Linked DNA regions of Mus musculus: region 2 is linked to region 1. Evidence: chromatin contacts called from public Micro-C data. All regions are on one chromosome and are shown on one strand. Each heading gives the region's core, a stretch centred on a gene start, on an enhancer-like site or on the middle of the called end of the contact. The rest is flanking DNA. Distances are from core to core; before and after follow the strand shown.

The links. Hi-C and Micro-C count contacts between places; a contact is called where the count stands out from the background.
Region 2: a Micro-C map of muscle stem cells shows a contact between it and region 1, with 4 times the contacts expected there. The contact joins two enhancer-like sites. A contact is called at or near these places in 1 of 484 Hi-C or Micro-C datasets (muscle stem cells) and 1 of 9 other capture datasets (liver).

What each region holds. Positions count from the first base shown.
Region 1 is chr3:98,060,625-98,065,550 of GRCm38.p6, reverse strand. The region is part of intron 2 of Notch2 (notch 2); the gene reads right to left. Among named protein-coding and RNA genes, the nearest start is that of Gm40103, 37 kb to the right of the region's middle. Within about 2 kb of position 1,975, at least 197 of the 459 cell types and tissues checked have an H3K27ac peak or open chromatin away from gene starts, as enhancers often do. A contact at or near this core is called in muscle stem cells, where this site is marked.
Region 2 is chr3:98,353,506-98,358,431 of GRCm38.p6, reverse strand. Gm31420 (a long non-coding RNA gene) reads right to left here. Exons shown (of 3, transcript XR_001783933.2): 3 at 3,133-3,639. Among named protein-coding and RNA genes, the nearest start is that of Gm31420, 5.1 kb to the right of the region's middle. Within about 2 kb of position 2,486, at least 72 of the 459 cell types and tissues checked have an H3K27ac peak or open chromatin away from gene starts, as enhancers often do. A contact at or near this core is called in muscle stem cells, where this site is marked.

The sequences.
Region 1 (4,926 bases), core at 726-3,225:
TTCCATCATGGTCATTTTCAATTCAACTCTGGGCCACACTGCTCTTCTCTCTACTATACATTTAATGTTTGTCATTTTACAATGATTTAAACACAAAAGATGCCAAAGGACACCACTCTAGGGCACCAGTTTAGCTTTCTAAACCATTCACCTATCATACTATGTCCTGCCAATGACTTAAAGACAAACATTAGGAAAACATCATTTTTCCATGAAACTTCAGCTCTTCCAATTTTCTAGGGGTCATAATTCGACTTTTATTTAATCCCTTGAAGTTATATATAATTGCTGTGTCTGACAAGTCTTGTTAACCGAATTCCTGTAACGCTTATCACTCATGTTCACAGTTTCCCTCTTGATAGCAATTCAGATCATCTTTAAAGCCTCAGGCCAGACATCTTGTTACTGGCTCTTTTCCCACCTCCACGCATCCCTGAATAGCAGAACCTTAAGGCACCTTAAGGTGATTTCTATCGAATGCCATAAGCATTTCTAAAATATTCCGAAGAGGCAATCACCAGGCCCTGCTTGCACCAACACACGCCCGTGGCAGGCCTTTACTATGTTGACTACACTTCCATTACTAAGTGGTCACTTGGTGCTGCTGAGCCTGTGCCCCAGAACCAGCCGCCTGGACTGCAGAGCTGGCTCACCATGGATTCGGGAGCACAGCACTGGCCCCCTCTCTTTGACACAGACTCAGTATGAGTGCCTGCCCTCCTGGGGTCTTCACATCATCACAGCACTGAGAACACTATGTAGCAAATGTACTTTTTAAGTAAAACTACTGGCTTGCTGCTTTAACATTCTTTGGTCTTTCCATTATAAGATACATCTTTCTCTAAAATTCTGCCCCCCCCACCCCCCCACACACACACCACAGTAACTAAAAGTATATGTTCATACTAGCACTCTTCATTAAAAAAAAAAAAAGTTCGTCCATATGTCCATGCCAGCATGACTCATAATAGCTGAAGGTAGAAATAGCCCGAATGCCCACCATCTGATGAGTAGAGAAATAAAAGCCATTATATCCACACAATAAAATATTATTTGTCTGTGAAAAGAGATAGACTCCTGTCACATCCTACAACACTGGAAATATTATGCTAAGTAAAAGACAGCAGAACCAGGCAGCCACGGGTCTTATTCTGTCCTTAGAGATGAGCACAGCAGGCAAGGCCACAGACACAGGCAGGTGCTTGCTGCCTGGTCCCCACGGCTACATCCATTACCTAGTTCTTAAAAGTCTACTGTTGATGACACAAAAGAACCTACTGTTCATTTCACATGCACATGGTGGAACAGGGTGAAGGCAGGAAAGAGAGAAACGCAGTAGAAAAGATTCCATCCGAAAGGATTCCAGTACAGCCCCCCTCGCTGAAACAGCCCCTGCCTCTCACAGGCCTGCATTCTTGACATGAGGCAGGGACGTGAATGGCAGTTCCCACCTATAGTCTATCTGCAATAGCTGTCTCCCCAGTAATACAGGGCAGAAAACTTTCCCACGTGAATAGCCACCCATCGAGAGAAACGCCAAGAGCAGTGAGAGGCTCTGTCAGCTCCAACACGGGTGAAGTCTGAGAAGGAAACAACGTCTCTTCCAACTAAACCCCAGGGCTTGCTCCCCCACTTTCCCCACCAAATGTTCAGCAGCAGGGTGAGCCCAAATTGTGCCCAGGCTCTACTGCAACCCTTTTGGTTTTGTTTTTAGGAGTTTTATTTTTACTTTTGGTGAGGATCTGGTCATTAAAAACAACAACAAAGAAAAGCCCCACCACACGCAAGAGGGAGGGGCATTCTTCACACAACAGCAATTTCAAAATCCTGAGTTTTCAAAACCTGTGCAGAATGTGGGATGGAGGGAAAATGTCTCCTGTGGGCTGATCGCAGCGCAGCTGCTCCTCATTAAAGCTCCTCTTGACTCCCTCTGGGCTGGTTTCCAGCAGAAAATTCTTTAAACAGAACGCAGCTTTCAGCCCACTTTCTTCTTGCCCTGGGCCTCTCAGCCCTCCACTCTACAGCAGCAGCCAGCCTCTGCTGAGCCCAGGACGGAGACAGCCATTAAGGTGAATGGGGTGGGAGCTAACAGAACCCACAAACCAAATTAAACACTGGTCAGTAACAAAGGTCTACAGTTTGAAGGGCCCCAAATCAGTCTGTTCTTTCCTGTGACCATGATGCCAGCCAGGTTTCCTGCCACCGCCACCCACCCCTACCCTGTTCCTGTTCCCCTGTTAAAGTAGATAAAATTAATTGCTAACAGGCGAAGCTAGCGTAACCAGTGAAAGTTCCCTTTTAACTTTCCCAAAGCCAGGCTGAAAACATCTAGATGCCCCAAAGCATTCAGACTCCAGCCTAAAATGCCCCTGCTGTACTCAATAGCCCAGGCCACTGGGCAACCTGACATGGCCCTCATTTCAAGAACTTCAGCCCCACATCTCACTAGACCTTCAGCCTCTTAACTCTGTGACTCTATGCAAAAGAAACTAAATGGGTTGTGCTCACTGCTGACTGTTTTGTTGTTGCTGTGGTTTGTTTTTTGTTTGTTTTGTTTTGTTTTAAGCACAGACTTAGTTAACATCCTAGTAATTAGAGAAAATGGAAGCTGCATATCATATCACATGCATCTTCCCATGTTCCCACTCCCACTCATTCCCCACTGCTACTTCCAGAAATGAAAGGGAAATAAAGAAAACCAGAGAAAGAAACAGTACACCTTCCTTAGTAAGAAGGGGAAGCGCTGGTGTGCAGAGTGGAGCCCCAAACAGGCTGTTTGTGGTAAAACATGCTTTCTAGGGCCTTCTTGGTTTGATGTAAAGGAAACAAAGACCTGTATATAATCAACCCTACACACAGACACACACACACTCTCTCTCTCTCTCTTTCTCTCTCTCTCTCTCACACACACACACACACACACACACACACACACAGAGAGACACACACTCTCTCTCACACACACATTCTCTCTCTCTCTCTCTCTCTCTCTCTCTCACACACACACACACACACACTCACATCTGACACACAAAGACTACCAAACCCTGCAAGGCAGGCATTTTTTTCTACTATGTAAATCTGCTTCCTGGACAGCACGTTTCTGCCTTTCTTGTACAAGTATTTCAGAAAATGTTAATCTTGATTCCCACATTAGCTGAATGCTTCCAAATTAAAAGTTTCCCACAGGAAAAAACCGACATGGGAGCCGGGAGGCCAGGGCTCGTCTTCTGGAGCCCCACCTCGCTTGGTTCACAGGTGCTCAGGTTTTTCCACCCCCTCATCTGAATAAAGCAACAAGCACACTGATGCTAACACATCCAGACTGAAGAGGCTGAAGAGGCACGACCTCAGACCCACTCATTCACAGCAACTCGACCCTCTGTAGGAGGCTGGTATAAGGAGTGAGGAGATGGGAACACATGCTTTATTTACAATGGAATGTCGTGAGCGCCCTTATCTTCCAGCAGAGAGTCTCAGCGCATTCATCAGAGCTCTGAGAACAAGCGGAGTGCCCAGGCTCTTCAGCAGCCTTGAATGATGGAACCGGGACACACAGACAGTGCTGAGGCTTGTGTCCTTGATGTAGCAGAAGAAATAATCAGTCCTTTACCATGTGCCCTGAACCCTGAAAAATATTAGAATGTGACTAAAACATCACAGAGCGGCTCTTATCACACCCTTCACCATAACAGACAAACTGTCTGAGAGAAGGAGATGCGTGCTCTAAGTGTTGTGTTGCAGCAGCATGCCAGGGGCTGTAATCCTGACAAGCACTCCTTACACCACTAAGTTCTATCTGGTCCACATTTGAATGTATATAAGATGCTGTTACGATTAACCTAACGGTCTATCTGGGTGACTTCCATATTACTGCTGATGGAGGCAGACCTTGCTCCTGCACTGTGCATCATTCCCAAGCCCTGGGAAGATGCCTGAATTCCTTGTAGACTTTGACCTGGTGCATTGTGTTGAAACAACGGTTTCAATGTAGCTTTTCTTCATGCACTGTACGTTCTCTGTGCTCAGCTTCCTCCAGCTCAAAGAACATGCTACAATCCAACACGCCTCCTGCCAGACCTGTGCACACGTCAGTCACAAAGCCCCCACTCTCTCCACCCTCTGTCACAACCATGCCCTAAAATTCCTCCAAGCCTCTGCCTAAACGTTATTTCCTGCTGGCAGCCTCATGCTGCCTGTAAGCACACTCGAGAGGCTCAGGCAATAAGACCCTGTCCCCACCCCCAAAAGAAGGAGAGGAGGGGAAGATACAGGAAGGAGAAGAAAGGGGAAGAGGGAGGAGAGAAAGGGAAAGAGAAGGTTTGGAAGGGACATCCCCACTTTATGTTCCCATAAATCTGACACAGTGCATTAACCTTTACTACAATTATTTATCTTCTCTAATAGACAAGAGTTATTCTCTACTATACCCTATGTGCCAAACACAGTGACTAGCATATGGAAGCCATTCAGCTGTTCAAATTCTTAACGGATGCCAAAGGGCAAGATGCAAGGGTCCACATAATCTTTACAACTTAAAGGCTCCAGACTTCAATTACACTGGAAGTTTGGGAACCACTGGGTTGAGCTGTTTACCTAAAGGATCTTTAAGCTAATTAAGATTCTTGATACACAAAGCACCTACCTCTTAACCTTCATAAACCCAAGGCTATTCAAAGCTGCCCTACCCCATATGGAATAGATTTCTTTAAATCACATTTTCCTAATATATATGTGTGTGTGTGTGTGTGTGTGTGTGTGTGTGTGTGTGTGTGTTACTCAGCTTTCAGAGTGCATATCTGCTGCACATAAACCCTCTGACTGTCACATACAACAGAAATTGATTGCAGTGCCCATGTAAGAGGCTCACACTGCATTGCTGTGCCCAGAAGCAGACACCAGGCAGCACCAGCTCTGCCAGATTTA
Region 2 (4,926 bases), core at 1,237-3,736, 290 kb before region 1:
AAGTGAGGGTGGAAGGAGAAAACTGATTCCAAAAAGAGTTGTCTTCTGACCTCCGCACACACATGTTGTGGATAGGCCTGGTGCTGTTTATATGTTGATGCTAATTCCACTCTCCTGGGAGGTGTTGCAGACAAGGAGTGAGTCAAGTACTCAAGTGAGTTCTTGTGAACTTATCCCCTAATGAATAAAGAAGCCCATCACTGGGCGATTAGGAGGGACTTCCAGGTTGGATGGAGGAAGAGAGGAAGCAGGAGAGAGTAGGACCTCTTTTTAGATAGGGATAGCATGAGGACAAGATGTAATGACGAGTGTCTCCCAGTTTCAACGGTGAATCCTTTAGGATTCGCCACCAGAGGATTTGGATTTAATAAGTTAGGATTTCAGTTGTTGTGCCCAGAGATTGAGTTATCATTGTTTCTGAACTAAGTTTGTGTTGCATTTCCTTCACAGGGTGCCTCATGTGGGTTCAAGAGAGAAAAGTACAGCGGCAAAGAGTGGGTTTGCCTGAGGTACACCACAAAGGTCATGGGGTTTTGAAGCACTGGGTTGGTATGGCAGCGACCCTCCTGAAGGAACTTAGTGAGCTGGATGGAGAGATTTTGGAGCTCTGAGTTAAAGAGTCTCCATGAGATAAGAACAAGCCGACCAGCCTGGCAGGACTGAGAGTAGCTGGGAAAAGCACGGGAACTTGCCGATTCTTTTGGTATTTCCCACAATAAACACACATGCTGTGAGGCATGTGCCTGTACACGCATCATACAAAAACAATGATAGTAATAAATCTGACTTTTTAAAATTCAAAATCAGACAATAAGAAACTAAAACATTTATATGAGAACATTTCCTAAGCCAAGCAAGGTGATTCCAGCACTTGGGAGGTGGGAGCAGGAGGACCCAGAGGGAGTCCGAGGTCATCTTCCTCTATTGAGTGAGTTCAAGGCCAGCCTGGGCCACATGCTGTGTAAGTCAGTCCACTAATCCTCCTGCCTCATCAAGCCACACTTGGATGCAGTTGCTTCTTTGGTCTATTCTTGCTGCCCTGTCTAGGGTTTGTTTACATCTCCCCAAGACATGTTGCCCTTGGTTCCTGAATACAGATGAGTTTGGGAGAAGTTTCATTGCCTCTGCCCAGCAGTCTGAGGGGGCAAACCCAACATGGCTGACTTCACCAAATGGTATGTCATCACACACCTCCAGGTCGTAGTTGTGCTTCCCCTGCTGTCGCTAAGGAGCCAGTGGAGGCTGTGTTACCTACCCAGAAAGAGTGTGTCCCTGTGAGGAAGGGATTGCAACAGACTATCACAAACACATGGCATCTTCCACGTTAGCCTATGCTTTGACAGGAAATTAAATACAAAAGAGGAAGAGAACAAGGTACTGACTTTCTAGTCTTTATGGGGGAAACAAGGAATGGTCATGTGACTCCCAGTCTAAATGAATCAAAACTATTCTGACTTCAATAAACTTGCTGAGGCAATGCAGCCAGAAGTGGTAGTTGTTACAGTATTTTTCCTAATGGGACATAAAGAAACATCAATTCACACCACCACCCCCACCCCCATAGCATGGACAGACCAGATAAACAATGACTCAAAATGAGCTGTGTCACCCAAAACCCAACCACTAAAGTAGGTGGTGACATCCCTGGAGCTCCTGCTCAATGTGTGGCAGTCACCAAAGACTCCTTTTTCCTCTTCCTCATAAAAGTTTATTGCTTATAAAACCTTGGAGATGGGACCCATGAATCTCCCTCCTCCCTCAGGAAAGGACATTTTAGTTTCAAAGAAGAAGGAAGAGGAGGAGGAAGAGGAGGAGGAGACAAGATCACATACAGGCCATCCATCAGATACCAGTGAATAATAACATTTGCCCACAAATCTGATGGCCTGTGTTGGATCCTTGGATCACACGGTAAAAAATGGAAGGAGAGAGTGGATCCTGAGAGCTGGCCCCTGGCCACATGTGCACCGTATATGCATGCATATTCACACATATCTCACACACCATAATAATAATAATAACAACAACAATTATAATAATAACAAATTTTTAAAATCACATCCCAAAAGGAAGGAGCAGGAAAATAGCAAAAAAGAAACACTGGATCAAACAAAGACTGAAACCCAGCAGCGTGAACACCAGATTCTGCAGTTCAATATCGGGCATCCAGGTCACATGGGGTCATCATACGCTCGCTCTCCAAGGGGCCTATGCACCTCCACCTGCAGTCCATACAGCCAGGGCCTGACAGGTGCCACTGCCTGTCTCAGGTTTCCTCAGCCAGCACTCATCTTCCTAGCATACTAGGATCATGGCCTCTCTCTCCATTATGATGGGGGGAAAAGACACATTTAATCAAATTACACGGAGACTGAGCAGACGGGGAAAGCACAGCTGGGAGAGATGTGTGTCATCTTTGAAGGATGCCATGGTGGTAATGAGCTGGAACCAGTCATCCATCCACACAGGAATTTCCTCCCCAGGGCACACCTCATTCTGTGCATTCCATTCTATAAAACGTGCCACTCACAGTCGGCAAATGAGTGTGCAGCATGGGGACAGAGAGGCATTTGTGTTTCTGTCTTGGGTATCTCAGCGAGGCCTGGAAAGTGAACAATTAAAACAACCGATAGAAAAGTACACATGAGGCAGAAGTCACTGTGCTGTGTGCCTGTTCTTCCACAGGGTGGCTCACAACCCTCCAGACCTCCAGCTACAGGGGCTTGACACCCTCTTCTTACACATAAAATAAAATAAATACGCATTTTTCCACTGATTAATTTATTCATTTGTTCACTTTACATCCTGATCTCAGCCTCCCTCTCCTCCCGGTCCTTCCCTCACATGGCCCCTCCCTTCATCCCTCTCCTCTTCTCCTCTGAGAAGTGGGGAGACCACCCTAGGTACCACCCCACCCTGGCATATTAAGTCACCGCAGGACTAGGCACATCCTCTCTTACTGAGGCTAGACAAAACAGCCCAGTTAGAGGAACAGGATCCACAGGTAGGCAACAGAGCTGGGGAGAGCCCTGCTCCAGTTGTCGGGGTCCTGCATAAAGACCAAGCCGCACACTTGTAACATGTCGCTTCTGTCTCCGACCAGCAAAAAAGAGTGACGACACAGCGTTCTTCTCAAAGCAGTTTATTCAGGAAGCTTTCAACATGCAAGCAGGAATCTCCTCTAGCCCCAATCGCAATCCCTTATATAACCCCTCAACCACGCCCCATCAGCCCAGTCCGCGTAATCTCAGTTCATTGGCCTTCATCAAATGGCCTGATCTTGCATCATGGTGGGCCTGCGCAGCTCTCACGATGGACGTGCCTTATTTTCAGGTGTATGAGGAAGTCAGGTGCAAGTCATTAGACTTGGCTACAGTCCCGGGCACCATCTTGGGATAACCGCCACACCCACTCCCCACAGTAACATATGAGTGGGAAGCCTAGGTCCAGCCTGTGTATGCTCTTTGGTTGGTGGTCCGATTTCTGGGAGCTTCCAAGGGTTCAGGTTAGTTGACTCTGTTGGTCTTCCTGTGGAGTCTCCTTCCAAACTCCCTCTAATATTTGGTTGTGGGTCACTGCATCTGTTTCAGTCAGCTGATGGGTGGAGCCTCTCAGAAAACAGTTATGCTAGGCTGCTGTCTGCAAGCATAACAGAGTATCATTAACAGTGTCCAGGATTGGTTTTTACCCATGAGATGGCTCTCAAGTTGGGCCAGACATTGACTGGCTATTCCCTCTGTCTCTGCTCCATCTTTGTCCCTGCATTTCTTATAGGCAGGACAAATTTTGGGTGGAAAGTTTTGTGGATGGGTTGGTGTCCTTATCCTTCCTCTGGGAGTCCTGCCTGGCTACAGGGGATGGCCTCTTCAGGCTCCATATCCCCACTGCTAGGAGTCTCAGCTACAGTCACCCTCATAGACTCCTCGGAGCCTCCCCCATCCCAGGTCTCTGGCACATTCTAGAGATGCGCCCTCCACCCCAACTCTCACTGATTTTCCTTCACTCTCTCGGCCCTCTCTCCCCATCTCTCTCTACACCTAACCCTCACCCACCCTGTGAAATTAGGAAATATCATCCCAAGTGAGTGAGGTAACCCAGACCCAAAAGGAAATCCATGCTATGTACTCATTTTTAAGTGGATATTCGTCATAAAGTACAGGATAACCATGCTACAATCTACAGAGCCAAAGAAGCTAAATAACAAGGACGGCTCAAAGGAGGATGCTTGAATCCACTCAGAAGGGGAAATAAAACAGTAGTCAGAGGTAGATGGAGGGAGGGAATAAATAAATTAAAAAAAAAAAAAAAGTTCTAGTGACTTCTCTTGATCGCCACCTGGTGGACACATTTCTAATTTCCAATCGGATGACAAACTGGGCTGGGATCGCTTAGATTCCTCTCCTGGGGGACCAGATTTTGTTTCAGTTCTCCAGCCCTTTGCACAGTTAGCACATGATAGACAACCAGAAATCCTGTTGAAAGAGTAAACACTTATGCAATATGAGCCGGATAAGGTATGGAAGTCCTCTACGAACTGCTACTGGGGAGGGGTAAAGGGTGGGTGGGTGGGGAGGTGGGTGAGAAGCTGAGAAGCAGACTTCTAGGCCTTTCTGACTGCAAAGGCCAGTGCAGGACGGGGACTGAGCAGGAAAATCCATTCCAGGCTCCAAAGAACCTGAAACCGGTTCCCAGAGTTCTTGCAGGGAGCCTGACAGAATTTTCTATGAACCTAACTAGAGTCTTATAATGGAACAGACACAAGCCCTCTCCCCAAAAGGAACATAAAATGACTTAACTTATCCATGTCACTTTAGCACTGACCCCAACTCCACAGCTCCAAGCCCCCAGAGAGCAGACCTCAGGACATCAGCCAACAGTTATCCTTCTGTTGGAGAGAGCCTTCACTGAGAGGTCCAGCAGCTATTC